Regions from separate parts of the Sus scrofa genome. Here region 2 is linked to region 1. Evidence: chromatin contacts called from public Hi-C data. All regions are on one chromosome and are shown on one strand. The core of a region is the stretch at or near the end of the contact, and the rest is flanking DNA. Distances in the headings are between cores, read along the strand shown.

Evidence for each region. A called contact is a pair of places that touch in the nucleus more often than the background predicts.
Region 2: a contact with region 1 is called in a Hi-C map of liver, with 4 times the contacts expected there. The contact joins the promoter of ZBTB9 here to the promoter of ZBTB22 in region 1. A contact is called at or near these places in 3 of 47 Hi-C or Micro-C datasets (heart right ventricle, liver and skeletal muscle) and 1 of 2 datasets of contacts at active chromatin or transcription factors (alveolar macrophages).

Annotation. Positions count from the first base shown.
Region 1 is chr7:29,674,170-29,678,998 of Sscrofa11.1, reverse strand. It overlaps ZBTB22 (zinc finger and BTB domain-containing protein 22), which reads left to right and starts at 2,385. Exons shown (of 2, transcript XM_001927786.4): 1 at 2,385-2,743; 2 at 3,406-4,829. The coding sequence starts at 3,474. It overlaps DAXX (death domain-associated protein 6), which reads left to right. Exons shown (of 8, transcript XM_021098591.1): 3 at 1-113; 4 at 234-448; 5 at 608-794; 6 at 983-1,457; 7 at 1,614-1,836; 8 at 1,933-2,145. The coding sequence ends at 1,992.
Region 2 is chr7:29,751,867-29,756,695 of Sscrofa11.1, reverse strand. It overlaps ZBTB9 (zinc finger and BTB domain-containing protein 9), which reads right to left and starts at 1,967. Exons shown (of 1, transcript XM_003128343.4): 1 at 1-1,967. The coding sequence starts at 1,531. The coding sequence ends at 125. SYNGAP1 (ras/Rap GTPase-activating protein SynGAP) reads right to left here. Exons shown (of 21, transcript XM_003128342.5): 20 at 4,543-4,624; 21 at 4,345-4,540. The coding sequence ends at 4,479.

The sequences.
Region 1 (4,829 bases), core at 1,136-3,635:
CCAGCTCATGGCTCAGGATGCCTTCCGAGATGTGGGCATCAGGTTGCAGGAACGTCGCCACCTCGATCTCATCTACAACTTCGGCTGTCACCTCACAGACGACTACAGGCCAGGTAGGCCTTAGCAGGGTCTCCCCAGTCCCTTGGTGTGTTGGCCTATGCTGGAGGAAGCTCTCTGGAGTCCCTCCTTCTAGGATTCTGGGTGAGTGCTCTGACCTATGTCTTCCCATGCAGGTGTCGATCCTGCCCTGTCAGATCCTGTCCTAGCCCGGCGCCTGCGGGAGAACCGGAGCTTGGCTATGAGCCGACTGGATGAGGTCATCTCCAAATATGCAATGATGCAAGACAAGAGTGAGGAGGGCGAGAGACAGAAGAGAAGGGCTCGGCTCCCCCAGGCCACCTCTGCCCACTCTGCAGAACCCCCCAAAGCCTCCTTGGATTCTGGCGAGGTATGGAAGGGCCACACCCTTGAGAGAGACCCTGTCCTTCCCCTGCACTGGCCAGGAGGGAGTCCTTGGGACTGATGGCGGAGTGTGCAGAAGGGATGCAAGAACCAGTCCCTCAAGGGGGCAAGGGATTCCTTAGAGAAACTCCTTTGTCCCCCGAAGGGCCCTAGTGGGATGGCCTCCCAGGAGTGCTCGACCACTTCCAAGGCTGAGACAGATGATGAGGAAGATGAGGAAAGTGATGAGGAGGAGGAGGAGGACGAGGAAGAAGAGGAGGAGGATGAGGAGGAAGACGAGGAGGCCACAGATTCCGAAGAAGAGGAGGAGGATCTGGAACAGATGCAGGAAGGTCAGGGGGACGATGAAGAGGAGGAGGAGGAGGAGGAGGAGGAAGCAGGTATGTCAGGAAGACAGTCTTCTCGTGTGTCAGCTCCCTCGACTGTTGGGCACCAGCCCCATCATCTGAGATCCTTCCCATCCTCTCAGCACTTCTCTTCCCCTAGTTCTTACTCTATCCTCTCCTCTTTTCTTTTCCAGATAAGGATGGAGATAAGAGCCCCATGTCCCCACTACAGATCTCCACTGAGAAGAACATGGAGCCTGGCAAAGGGATCAGCAGGTCTTCAGGGGAGCAGCGAAGCAAAGCACTTGGGGTGTCGCCATCTTCACTGTCAGAAGAGCCCCCGGCCCCCTCCAGCATTGATGCTGAAAGCAGTGGCGAGCGTCTTGAGGAGTTGCCCCTGGAGGAGGAGAGCCCTGCGTCTCAGCTCTTTGAGCTAGAGATTGAAGCCTTGCCCCTGGATACTACCCCGTCCCCTGAGGAGAGGGATGTGTCGTCTTCCAGGAAGCCATCCGAGGAGCCCCTCACCACTGTCCTGGAGAACGGAGCAGCCATGGTCACCTCCACTTCCTTCAATGGCGGTGTCTCTCCACACACCTGGGGGGACTGCATTCCCCCCTGCAAGAAATCTCGGAGGGAGAAGCCAAGAGAAACAGGGCCATTAGGAAACAGGTAACTGCACAAGGAGGAGCAAGAGGGAAGCCAAGGAGGGCCTGCGGGGGGCTTTCTGAGGGCACTGTTGCGGAGCCCAGGCTGCTGGGAGAAGTGGACGCTGCCTCGCAGCCTCAGGCTGCCCTAAGCCTCCACACCATACGTTTCTGTCCTCAGCTGCGTGGCAAGGCCAAGGGCAGTGCGAGAGAAGGAGGGGAAGAGGACGCGGGCCCTGCCCAGCCCCCCTTCCCCCTTGGCCTCCGTGGCTCCGGTTGCTGACTCCTCGACCAGGGTGGACTCTCCCAGCCACGGCCTGGTGACCAGCTCCCTCTCTAGCCCATGTCCAGCCCGGTTGGCCCAGAACCCCCAGGCCCAGCCCTCCAGACCCAGTACCTGTAAGGTGAGAGGGGAAGCTGTCCCCCGACTCGGTTCCTGGCGCGCCCACCGCAGCCCTCCCCTCCGCCCCGGGCCGTGCTGACCGTCTCGCTCCCCGCAGATGAGTGTGGCCACGCAGTGCGACCCCGAGGAGATCATCGTGCTCTCGGACTCCGACTAGCTGCCCCCGCGCTCCCTGCTCCACTGCGCTCGGGACAGAGGATGGAGGCAGGAGGCACTGAGCTGGTCCCCGTTTGGTGGTTTCTTTTAAAAACACAAAGCTTAAGTTTTACACAGAAACATTAATAAACAATAAAGTTCTTTTCTTATGGTACCCATGTCTTCCTTGTCTTGCCCTGGCGGCTGTCTAGTCTCAGGCCTGGGACGGATGGACCCCGCGCCCTCCGCCCGACTCGAGGCGGACTTTACTTTCCCACTCGGGGCGGCCAATCAGGGGGCCGACTCGGAGTGAGTCGGCCAATCCAGGCCTGTGTGGGGCGGGGCTTGGGGGACTGTCAAGCTAGGAGGCCACTGCGAGGAGATCCCACAGTCCCGCTAATGACCACAGCACAGGGGCGGGGCCAGGCGGCGAGGGCCTGGACTCCTTGCCACTGGGAAGAGGCAGGCTTACGGAATTAAAGGGGAAGGAGAGCCTCGGCCGAACCGTGTCCTGAGCCCCCAGCGGCGGAAGAGACCCGGTACCTTTAAGATGGAATGAGGCCGTGGTTCGTTAAAGGAGAAGTGGCCGAGTCGGCCGAGTATTGCCCAGCGGCTCGGGCGGGGTGCCGGCTTGTGCCTTTAAAGCCGGAGAGGCGGGAGGCGAAGCGGAGGCGGAGGGCGGAGGGAGTCGGCGCAAGATGGCGGCGGGAGGGGCCCGGGCTGCGGCTCTGGCCGCCGAGTGAGGGGCGGGGGGCCCGGGGGCGCGCGGCCCGGTAAGCGGGGACGCGCGGGGTTGGGGGGCGCCTTCCGGGTGGGAGAGGAGATCGTTGTAGCGCTTGGGGCGGAGCAGAGGGGGGCGGAGTCCGATGTGGGCGGGGGTACACAGGGGGCGGAGCCAAAAGGCCGTGGGGGCGGGTCTATGGTGGGCGTGGTCGAAAACGGGCGTGGTTAGCGATAACTGGGGGCAAGGGGCGTGGCCGGCAAAAGATCCAGGGGTCTTAGCCTAAAGGGAAATGGAGAGAGCGGTGGTTTTCAATACTGAGAGCTGACCTGCGCCCCTACCAAGGAAAAGGTACAAAACTCCAAAAGGGTAAATTTTGGAAACTCAAGCTCTCAGGCAATTGTGAATTTCTGAAGGGAGGCACCCAGCTCCCCAAGAGCTTCTTGTTTCTCTTAACCTACAAGGAAGGAGCACTGGATTTGCAGTTAGAACACCTGCATTTGTGGGCGCTGCCCCTTACTAGTGTGACCTTGGATAATCTCTTACTCTTTCTGAGCCTCAGTTTCCTCATCCGTCAAGTGGGGTTGACAGGAATACCCACCTTACAGTGTCGTTGTGGGAAGTTACTTGGAGAATAAGTGCGAACAAGCTTTTAAACTGTACAGGGCTGTGTCATTATGAGATGTTATCTTTCTTCTTTCTTTTCCTTTCCAGAGACCCCCCCGGCCGCCCTCCTCCTCCCCTTGTTCCTGTGGCTGGGGGGTACCCCTCCCCTCCACACCATGGAGCCATCTCCTATGTCTCCGGGTGGGGCCGCACTCCCTCTGCCTCTATCACTGGCCCCCCCGCCACTGCCCCTGCCTGCGGCTGCGGTGGTACACGTGTCCTTCCCTGAGGTGACCAGTGCCCTCCTGGAGTCCCTCAATCAACAGCGGCTGCAGGGCCAGCTCTGTGATGTGTCCATCCGAGTGCAGGGACGGGAGTTCAGGGCTCATCGTGCTGTTTTGGCTGCGTCCTCCCCTTATTTCCACGACCAGGTCTTACTCAAGGGCATGACCTCCATCTCACTGCCCAGCGTCATGGACCCCGGAGCCTTCGAGACTGTGTTGGCTTCAGCTTACACTGGCCGGCTCAGCATGGCCGCTGCCGACATTGTCAACTTCCTCACAGTGGGGTCTGTGCTCCAGATGTGGCACATCGTGGACAAGTGCACTGAACTCCTCCGAGAGGGCCGGGCTTCAGCCACCACCACCACCGTCACTACTGCTGCAGCAACATCCGTCACTGTCCCTGGTGCAGGGGTCCCCCCCGGGAGTGGGGGCAGTGTAGCCCCTGCTGCTGTGGGCTCCGTGCGCTCTCATGCCTCCAGCCGGGCCAGTGAGAATCAGTCCCCCAGCAGCAGCAACTACTTCAGCCCCCGGGAGTCCACTGATTTCTCCTCTTCATCCCAAGAGGCTTTTGCGGCTTCTGCAGTGGGCAGCGGGGAGCGTCGAGGTGGTGGCCCTGTGTTCCCAGCCCCGGTGGTTGGCAGTGGAGGGGCTACCTCTGGGAAGCTGCTGCTGGAGGCAGATGAGCTGTGTGATGATGGCGGGGATGGGAGGGGGGCGGTGGTCCCTGGGGCTGGGCTCCGGCGGCCGGTCTATGCACCCCCCAGCATCGTACCACAGAAACACTGGGTGTACGTGAAGCGGGGTGGAACCTGCCCCGCACCAGCACCCCTGGCTCCCCAAGACCCAGACCTGGAGGAAGATGAGGAGGAGGAAGACTTGGTGTTGACCTGTGAGGATGATGAAGATGAAGAGCTGGGGGGTGGCTCCCATGTTCCACCAGGGGGAGAACCTGAGACGACCCTTAGCATTAGTGATGTCCGGACCCTGTCTGAGCCTCCAGACAAGGGAGAGGAGCAGGTCAATTTCTGTGAGTCCTCCAATGACTTTGGCCCCTATGAGAGTGGGGGTCCCGGAGGGGGGCTTGAGGATTCAGGGGGACCAACCCCTTCCTCCTATGCTCCCTCCCACCCTCCTAGGCCCCTGCTTCCGCTGGACATGCAGGGCAACCAGATCCTAGTCTTCCCATCCTCTTCATCCACCTCCTCCTCCTCCTCACAGGCTCCAGGCCAGCCACCAGGGAACCAAACT
Region 2 (4,829 bases), core at 718-3,217, 78 kb before region 1:
TATCTACCCTTTGGGCATGATTAACGAGACCCCAGACTGGGGTGCCAGGGTAGTGAGGATAAGCAGGGGCTCCATCAGCAGCAGGGGCTCCCTTGTCCTGGGAGTCAGCACACAGCCTCAGCAGTCACTTGTACGTCCAGTGAGCAGTGGCCCAGCCCTGGCCCTTGCACAGGTCTCGGTGGCGAAGGAAACAGGCATGCACTCGGAACCGACGGCCGCAGTGGGGACAGGCGTGCAAGGCTCCTGCGTGGGTCTTCATGTGCTCCGTCAGATGGTGCTTCAGCTTGAAGCGCTTGTTGCAGACGCCACAGCCAAAGGGCCGAAGGCTGAAGGTCAGCATGATGTGCCGGTCACGCTTCGGCTTCACCGCAAACCGCTTCCCACACAAACAGCCAAAGCGCTTTCCATCTGCAGGCGGTGCCCCCCCCAGCTTCACAGGCCCATGCACAGCCTGCCCTGCTCCCCCAGGGCCCGCACCCCCCGACAGGATTTCATTCCCATGAAGATCCACCGGCTTCCAGGATGGACCTCCTCCTCCCGATGTTGACCCTGCGCCTGAGGGCAGCAAGAAGCCCAGCTCCCCGTTCCCTTCCACGTCCCCTGCAGGAAGCACTCCGGTCTCTTCCTTCGATCCTCCAGATTGCGTTCCGCCTCCTACTATCTCCTCCTTGGGCTCAAAGGGTTCCTGCTTAATGTAGAATATCTTGGGGGGCAGCGCAGTGTGAGGGGCAGGAGGCTCCAGCAGAGCGCTGTCACCCTCTGGAAGCCTGCGTGGAGTACTGGATGTGGGCAGCGTGTGGGATCCAGGAGGGCGGGGAAAGCTCCCTGATGCTCTTGGAGGCTGCGGAGTCTGAGAGGATGCTGCCGACCTCTGGCCCTCCTCTTCCTCCTCTTCTTCCTCCTCCTCCTCTTCCTCCACTTGAATCTGCAACACCTCTCCCAGTTCACTGCCGTCCCCTACGACGGGGCTCTCAGTAGAAGCCGAAGCCTGCGCTGGGGTCTGGAAAGAGGAAGAGCGAATGCACCAGCCTCCTGGAGAGGCTGTGGTGGAAAGAAGTGCGTGGAAAGGGGTGGCTGCCCGGGCTGAAAGTCCACCACCTGAGTTCTCCAGTTCTTTAAGAATTTCTGAGCACTGATCTACTACCTGCCACATCTGGAGGCCACTGGCCACAAGCAGGTGGGCTGGGAGGGCATCCAGTGGCAGACGGAGGCGCCCTGAATAAATGAGCTGCAGCAGCCCCTCGAAGGCATCGGCTTCAATGACACTGGGCAGAGTGAGCCGTGGCGCATCCCCCAAAAGCAGCTTGTCATGGAAGTAAGGAGAGGCAGCCGCCAGCACTGCTTTGTGTGCCCGAAGCTCGCGGCCCTGAACCAGGAGGGACACGTCACAGAACTTCCCCTCCAGCCGGTGGCGGTTCAGGGCTTCCAGCAGCAAGGAGCTGTGCTGGGGGAACTCGATCTGGATCGTCCGCGGGGCAGGGTTGCAGGCGGGGGAGGGGGCCCCGGGAGGCACAGGCGTCGAGGCAGCCATGGCCTCGTGGGTAAGAGATCTCCGAGGGTCGCGTACAGGCGACGGGGCAGGCCGGCGCGGGACGGACGCTAGGAAGGAGAGAAGGGTCGCGGGAGCCGTGCTGGGGGCACCGCGTCTCCCCGAATGCCCCCGCACTGCCCCGCAGAGGAAGCCAAAACAGTCTCCACGCCAAAGCACCGACCGCGGCTTTAACCTCAAGGCCTGGGGGGGGATGAATCCTTCGGCCACGAGCCGGGATCGCCGGCCGGGTCGGCTCCCGCCCGCCGCTTCGCTCCCACTCGTGCGCTCAGACTGCCCGGCTCCCAGGCGGTCGCCGCCGGGGAGACCACGAGCGCCGGCCAAGTTCCCGCCGCCACGCCCCCGCCGCTACACACGCGGCCCCCGCGGCGTCCCGAGCGCCTCTACAGCCACCTCGCCGCCCCGACCGGAAGTCGCCGCCTCCCCGCCGGACGCCGACGCAGAGGGCGGGGCCGGAGCTGCAGCCAATCGGGGAGCGCCGATCTACAAGCCTCGCACTGATTGGTTGTACGGGAGAGGGCGATGAGGGTGGGAGACCGCGGCTTCCACCCGGACGGCAGGTCTGGAGGCCCAGCCGCAGAACGGCGCACCCCGACGGAGTGAGCGACCCGGGAGCCTTTCCGGTAATTAGATGTAGCGCCCCCCTCCGGCAGGTGCTGAGAGGGCGCGACCAAGTGGCACCCGCAGTATGGGCTAGGGAATGCTCCCCATCACCTTGTACCCTCGCCCCCGGCCACCTGCGAGATAGGTGTTGCCAATCCTGAGTCTCCTCGGGGGAAATCGCGAGCGGCGGGCCTGGGGTTGGAACCCAGATCCGCCAAGGAACCACAGTCTTTTCCCCATTACGCACGGGAGCATTCTAACCAGCAGTTAAATAAATTTCCCTTTCTAGGTGATTGTTTTGAGGTGTGCGTAAACATATACTTGGCATCTTTTATAAGGGAATGCTATGTTCCTTGACCTCTTTACTCGGGTTAAGTGGTGCAGTGGTGAGGGGAGATGGACTGGGTAAGCTGGGCCAGTGCAAAGCCCCCTCCCTCAGACAGTAAGTCTCCTCGCTGGTTGGGATAGGGATATCCTAGGGGAAGCCTGTGGCACCACGCAGGGACATAGAGTTGCTCCCAGGCTGTCAACATTCCCTTCAAAAAGCAGATCCTATCGCTCTGCTGGTCCTCCTAGAGGTCCCGGCCTAGGAAAGTCAGCGCAGCGATAAAAGAACAATCTCCGTTTATTAAACATGATTTTTGTTTCACCACACACTCCAGAAAAAAAGGAAATGGGGCTGGGAGTGGAGAAAAAGAGGCAGTGGTGGGGGATAGAGTAGTCTGGGGGTAGGGTGGGGTGGGGAGGGAGAACGAGAAAACAAAATAAAACAGGTAGGAAGAATATCTCCTACCCTTAGGGTGTGGGTGGGGAGGAAAGTCTGGGGGGCAGGGGGCCAGGAAGCTCTGTACAGAGGGGTCGCCCCCAGCCCACACACACACACCCCGGATATGTACAGTACAAACCCCAGATAATTACAACAGCCAAAGAGAAGAGGAAGGGGGAGTCCAGGGGTAGGATCTGAGGTTGGGAAAGCGAGGAAAGGGCACAGGGATAAAATTTCACATATTTACAACTTTTATATAAGTATAAATTTGGCCCCGGCTGGGTGTAGGTGTGTAGGGGATGGGACTGAAGGGGAACTGTCCATACAAAAGAAAGAAGAGTGGAGTCTGGGAAGAGTCTCAATACCAAACGCAAGAAGGGGTGAGGGACTAGGCTGGGGAGGGGGCGGCAGTCGGGGAAAAGGGGATGCCAAGGAGGGGCCTCTTCCCTCCTGTGACCTAGCCCCCCCAAACCCCATCCACCCTACCTCCCCTATCCCGCCAGAGAGCTATGTACAGAGAAACACCGAAAAATTGTGGAGCTGGCGGGAGGGAGGAGGAAGGGGATTGGGGAGGGGGGGGAGGATGAGAGGGAAGCCCAGCCCAGTCCTGCCTCCCCCCCGGGGACAGAGTCATGGAAGGGGGCCCCCAACACCCCTCCTCCAACACAGGTTCCCCCACCCTGGGGGAGAGAGACATGGCTTTTCCTAGAGTAAGTTCCCCCTCCCCCTGGGAGTAGAGACCAAGCAGAGAGGGGCAGGGGCAGGGGGGCTGTGTGTGCCAGGGGAGTTCTCCCCTACAGACACCCCCTCCCAAACCCTAACCCCTCACCCTAACCTCAACTGTGCCCCACCCAACACACTGGGGGAGGGGGGGGCATAAGCCCCCTCACCCCGCTCTGGGACCAGCCAAGAGCAGATCAGGTATGGGAAGAAGGGGAGACCACCCCCATTCCCCCCTGGCCGCCCCCTCCCTGCCCCGGTGGCCCCTCCACCCCATCTGGGTTCTGGGTGGGGAGGAAGTAAATTTGAGAGTGGGAAGAGGAGAAGGGGTTTGTGCGTGCTGAGCCCCCCCAGACGCTCCTGAGAAATCAAGGGGTAACAGGGCCCCCTCACCCGGGGTCCCCTCCCCATAACAAGGGGGACAGGGGAGGCCAAAATGGGGCGGTGGAGGGGAGTTAGATTGTCAGCTCTGGTTACTGCTAAAAAATCACCCTGAAGTTGAAAGTTTGGAGGTGCCACGCCCCCAGGGTGGGGCGAGGGTGTCCCCCAGTGCTCAGGGGACTATTGAGGCAGAGGATGGGGATAGCACCCCAGAGTGAAGGGGTCTGTATGGGGTAGGTGGTGTCCTGGGGGTCAAAGGGGCAGCACCCCAACAGGAAGGAAAAGGGGGCAGCCAAGGGTTCCTGCTCTCCCTCCTGGAGATGGTGCAGTGGGGGTGGGGCCAGGTGCCCCCAGGGGCCCTTCAGGGAGGCAATCCCGAGGTCCCTCGGCGACGTCCGGTCCTGGTGGTGGGTGCTGCTCCAGGGTGGGGTGCACGGGGAGCCTGTGATGCTGGGTGGGCTAGTGTTCTGCGGTGTTTCGGAACTCGCCGTTCTCGGTGATCTGCAGCCGGGGTGGGGGGGCGGGGCTGGGGGGGCCAGGCCGTTCCAAGGGGGTGCCAGCGTCACACGCGGGTTTGCTGGACCCAAGGGGGGAAGCTGCCTCTCCTGCAAGACACCAAAGAGTGGAGCGCGGACTTATTGAGACGCTTCGCGGGGGCCTGGGTGCCAGCCCCCTAGCAGTGGCTCCCCCACAGCCAACCCACTCCTTAAGCCACATCCACCCCGCCTCCCAGGACACCCCCACCCGCATCCTCCTAGTTTGTCCTCACCTGCAGAGCTGTTACATCTCCTGAGGCCGGGGAGAAGAGGC